Regions from separate parts of the Capsicum annuum genome. Here region 1 is linked to region 2. A link is a contact called in public Hi-C data. All regions are on one chromosome and are shown on one strand. Each heading gives the region's core, a stretch centred on a gene start, on an enhancer-like site or on the middle of the called end of the contact. The rest is flanking DNA. Distances are from core to core; before and after follow the strand shown. Region 1 overlaps LOC124897557 (a long non-coding RNA gene). Region 2 has its middle 18 kb from the start of LOC107869618.

What was found. A called contact is a pair of places that touch in the nucleus more often than the background predicts.
Region 1: a contact with region 2 is called in a Hi-C map of bud, with 3 times the contacts expected there. The contact joins two enhancer-like sites. A contact is called at or near these places in 2 of 5 Hi-C or Micro-C datasets (bud and placenta).

The regions. Positions count from the first base shown.
Region 1 is chr4:178,432,240-178,434,939 of UCD10Xv1.1, forward strand. LOC124897557 (a long non-coding RNA gene) reads right to left here. Exons shown (of 2, transcript XR_007054297.1): 2 at 856-1,044. Among protein-coding and RNA genes, the nearest start is that of LOC124897557, 4.1 kb to the right of the region's middle. Within about 2 kb of position 1,397, at least 4 of the 5 cell types and tissues checked have an H3K27ac peak or open chromatin away from gene starts, as enhancers often do. A contact at or near this core is called in bud, where this site is marked.
Region 2 is chr4:178,289,078-178,291,777 of UCD10Xv1.1, forward strand. No RefSeq gene overlaps it. Among protein-coding and RNA genes, the nearest start is that of LOC107869618, 18 kb to the left of the region's middle. Within about 2 kb of position 1,369, at least 5 of the 5 cell types and tissues checked have an H3K27ac peak or open chromatin away from gene starts, as enhancers often do. A contact at or near this core is called in bud, where this site is marked.

The DNA of each region.
Region 1 (2,700 bases), core at 147-2,646, 140 kb after region 2:
GGTGACTCTTAGGGTCTGAAAAAAGATCTTGCTAAAGAAAGCTTAATAATTTTATTCTACGTGCAGCAGAGTTTTCAACATTTTGATCCAAGCATGTAACCTATTCAAGGTGGGTCAAAGTGCCAACTTAAGTGTTTGGTGACCTTTATTCTGAAATATGGCATGTTTAGTTTATCCATTACACAAGCCCCTTTTACTTTCTTTGGTAGTTGATCTTCATTGTTAAAAACAACTTCTTGATTAAGGAAAGTAGCATATTTTGCTAGTGCATCAGCTACTGAGTCTCCTTCCCTATAGCAATGTGAAACATGTATACCTCTTTCTTGGACTCTTTATTGAATTTCTTCTATTATGGAGATCGGATTCTAAAGAATGTTGCATGTTCCTTTTATCATATGGACTATAATCATAGAGTCTAGTTCCATTCTAAAATTATCATATCCTTGATCATAACACCAAGAGACCCCGAAGAGGGCTGCACTTACCACACTAAAATTGTTAGTTAAGAAATGAATAGGATTAGCGAATACCATTACTATATTCCCATTTTCTCTCCTAATAATTCCTCCGTCTCCAGCTCTCCCTGTGCTAATCATGTAGTTTCCATCATTGTTTAAAATTAGATCCTCATCATGTTTATTCCATTTGACTATACAACTGGTCAACCTTGGCCTGTAATCCATGGCGATATTGCATACTCTTTTCCATCCCCATTGATTATTTATTTTACCAAATGTTTTGGCAATGGCGATCTTGGTTTGAAATAAAATCTTATTGTAAACCCATGCCCTAGAAATGGTTTTATTGTTGAATTTTTTTTAGCACCTTGATTTCCACAATACCCAACACACGATATTTGGCATAACGATTATTATCAAATTGTGAACAACATTGTTGGTATTAGCTTTCCATCAGTTGTCTAGAATTTGAATAATATTGTGACTATTGAAGTCAATATCAAGTGGTCTTGAAACCCATTGTCAGGATCTTCTTGCCATTTCTCCATCTGTAAATAAGTGGTTATAGGATTCCTTGATAGGAGCCCTGCAACAAACCCAATCCATATTAGAAGTAGTACCAAATTTTCTTAAAGAATTTTCAAGTGGGAGCTTCTTCTCAAGAAGCCTCCACATTAGCAAAGAAATTTTAAAAGGAATTGTTTTATTCCAAACTAGATCTCGTTGAGGAAAAAAAGGTCTCTTTTGTCTAAGGGCTTGATATGCTGATGCACATGAGAAATTTTCGTTGGATTCAAGCTTCCAAATAGGCATGTCCCTATGACCTTCTTCAATCTTGGTGACAATTCTCATCAACTATCTGTCTAGGGACGGTCATTTCAAGAGCTTCCTTATTCCAAGTGTTGTGCTGGTAAAACTGTTTGACCAAAATATTGCTAGGTTTGTGAGTTTGAACAAGCAATTAGTGAAAAGGATCATTGCTCAACCATTGATCCCACCAGAAGAGTACTTTACCCTCTCTAAGCTTCCAGAAAGTATTATGTTCAATCATCTCTCTAATATCCAACAAATCTCTCCAGTTGGCCGAATCTTTAGAATTTTTAATTTTTGAGATGGAATTAGATCTAGGAGAATATTTAGCATTAAGAAAATTTGTTAGGATAGACGAATCACTTCTGAATCTCCACCATCTTTTGGCATAAAAAATCCTGCTTATGTCCTGAATTTTCTTAAAACTAAGACCTTCTTCATTATATGGATAACACATGTTATCCCATGAACTCTAGTGATAATTATTCTTTCCTTCTTTGGTTCCCCAGAAGAAATTGGTTAGATGCATTTCTATTTGATCAGTACTGGTCTTTAGAGGGACTAAAGTGGCTATATTATAGAGGATTTGGGATTGAAAAATGTGCTTAGTAATAATGGGCCTCCCTCCTGCTGATAACATGTTGCCTTGCCATCCTGCAACTTTATTTAGAACTTTGGTTGCCATATCTGCAAAATAACCAACCAATTTCTTTCCAACGTACAAAGGGCATCCCAAATAAGTGAAAGCAAAGTCAGCGTCTCTGAAACTAGTCCACCTTCTCAGCCTTCTTTTAGATCTCCTATAAAAACATCCATAGGTATAGAATGTAGTTTTTTCCTTGTTGATTTGTTATCCAGAAGAAAGTTGATAGCTATTTAGTCCCCTCATAATCATTTTGACTGATTGCTTATCCCTGGAGGTAAATAAAATTAGATCATCCGCATAGCACAAATGATTAATTTGAGGGCCCTTCTGGCTCACAGCATAACCTTTGTAGCCTGGAGAGTTATGGAGCTCAGTAAGATTTTTTAAAAGCACCTATGTGGCAATAATAAAAAGATCAGGGGATAGTAGATCTCCTTGCTTAACACCTCTTGATGAATCAAAGAAACCATATCTGGTATCATTTATAATAATGGAGTACCATTTATTGGAGATAATCCTATAAATAAGGCCAGTTACTTTATCTGAGAATCTAATTTTTTTTCATAGTATTGATGAGAAAAGTCCAGGACAACAGGTCATAAGCTTTTGACATATCAAGCTTGATAATAAGGTTTCCTGAACCATCATGGTGCTTGATATTGTGAACCAGTTCTTGTGCCAGAGAGACATACCAGTTCTTGTGCCAGAGAGACATTCTTTGTGATGAGTCTACCTTTAACAAACCTGGTCTACTTCTTATGAACCACTTTCTGCTTCCAAGTCTCA
Region 2 (2,700 bases), core at 119-2,618:
AAAAATAAAAAATAGTTAGTACTCTTCTAATTCAAAAAGAATAATAATTAAAATTACTCAAAATATTTGTTCCATGTTAGGATGTTTGGAATTTTTTATTGATAAAAATTTTCACTTTCAAGTCACTAATTCACATGTCCATCACAAAACCTATGGCTTTCAAATCAAACAATTCAACAAATTTAATAAAGCAAATAAGTAGAGGCGTCGCATATCCATCGCAAAACCTATGACTTTCAAAACCTTCTACATAAAATAATCTCACCTTAACACTACATTTAAAGACTTTACTATAAGAAAATAGAGAGAAATCAACTTATCTTTGCTTGACCAAAATTGAAGAGAAAGAGACAAATGATCATCGAAAATAGCAAAGCAATCCTTTTTCCCTAATTCGAATTCTGTTAAAAAGCAACACAAAATCATTTGCTAACAAAGCATATCTTAATTTTTCAAATTAATTGTTATAAAACTTAGTAATTGAAGTTGACTTAAAATTCAAATTAATAGTAATTCTATTAAAGACAACTGCAAAATTTGGCATTAATCAAATTGTGTATGGGATGGGAGCTCTAGCCACTTAACACTACATCAACATTATAAAAGTTGACCAAAATATAGAAAACTCGCCTCAAAGCAACAACGTCTATTTATGTCCCAAATGATGCATAAATTCATTGTTATCTTTCAAAGACCAATAAAATAAATTCAAACCAGGAAGCTTCTTCAAATTTCCTAGTGTTTCTACCTAATCAATTGGCATAAATCTGATGCTATCGTAAAACACTAATCATAGTATCATTTTTAGGAATCAACTTCTTCTTCACCATCACAAAAATAAACACAAACCTTCCACAGACAAACCAAACTTTGCACACTCAGAAATCAAACAAGTCCAACAAACAACATCCTTCTCAGGCATTTCATCAAACACTTTACGTTGCGCACACCATAACTCTTTCAATCTCCTTGCTAAATCCCAATTTCACAACAAGAGTATGAACAACAACAAACTTTAAGCATAAATGAAAAAGTCAATCCATTAGGCAAAATGCACCAAATCTTAACTTGTTGAATACTAAGAATGCATTAGTGAACTTTTCTTCTTCACTTACTACAAATAATAGCGTTAAAGGGGAAAATGTTGGGGGGTTTTAACAGATAAAAAAGTATACGAAGGGAAAATTTATATTACAAACTTAGCGTCGAACTGGATTTGCAGGGACCGAAAATTTGCACTAAAATGCTTTCACAGAATTTGCAGGGATTGGAAATTTATGTTAAAATATTGGATTCTCTGGATCTATTTCATCGGTGTTGTTTCCATCGGTGAGAGGTGTTTGAGAGTGAGGTGAGAGTTGTATGGGCTTCTAAGATAATTAAGAAGAAAAAAAGGATAATTAAGATGGGCTAGGTCGGATTATGATTGGATTGGGTCGGGTATTACAGAATTTTTAAAAAAAAGACCACAAGTGGTCGGGTATTAAATTTTTTTTTATTACCTCTAAAGAAAAAAATAGAAAATAGTTAGTACTCTTCTAATTCAAAAAGAATTATAATTTAAAATTACTCAAAGTATATGTTTCAGATTAGAATGTTGGATTTTTTTAATTGGTGAAGATTTCTCTAGGAAACAGATCTATATCATAATATATGTCATCGCGACAGTATAAACTCGAACACCCTTTGTTAAGATATTTATAGACATGCAATGTAGTCGTATCATTACTTTCATGATAAATTATATCATTACAGGTAATACATTTTGTTCGAATAGCACTGAATACAATTGCATGAGAACTGTTAAAAAAATAAGAATTAATTAACAATCTTTTTCAAATAATTTTTTTCAATGTAAATAGAATTAAAAAACAAAGGAACATATCAAAAATCTTTAAGATAATCCAATTGGGGAGTGAAAAAGTGTAGAACGACTTTGAATTGGGATAGTTATATTTCATCATTTCCAACAAATCTTTTTTTAATTGGTAAACTGATTAAGGTAAAGACAATTCCTCCATAAGTGTAAGTTCATTGTGCACCTCAATTATTTTTCTTTTGTAAATTCTATAGCATCCATAATCATCATTGGAGATTGTGCTTTACTTTGCTTTGAACGTTTGTCTCTTGAAATCTCTGATTTGAACATTTATGTCTTTGAATCTCTGAGTCACGATGTTGTAGATAGTGGAATTGAATTTAGTGTTTGAATAACGATGCTATAGGCAGAGTCCCCAAATGAATTAGGGTTTGTAATTTCTATTTTTACATTTACTTACACTATATAATAAGTGAAGGTTCATTGAGACGACAAAGGGCATTTTTGTTAATATAACCTAAATTGAGGCTGTTTTTTCTATCAAAAAATCTGTATGTGTGTGCTGATCAGAGATATACGTAGTCTGTACTTTTTATTTTTTCCGAGAAATGTGTACATTTTCAGCTTCATCCGTCTCATTTTTCATTTCTCCCTACGTCATTCCTCTTTCTCTGCTTTCTGATGAGTTCTTTCTTCTTTGTGTTTTCGTTTATATTTAGTTTGTTTGATTATAATAATTGAACCATAACGAATTTCATAACTACCTACAGTTTCCATAATTGAAAAGTAAGAATAGAAAACAACAGAATCCATTTTTGGGTGCTTCGATTAGAGATAGGTTAGATGATGGAGGAAGAAAGAAAAACAGAGATTAGATAGAT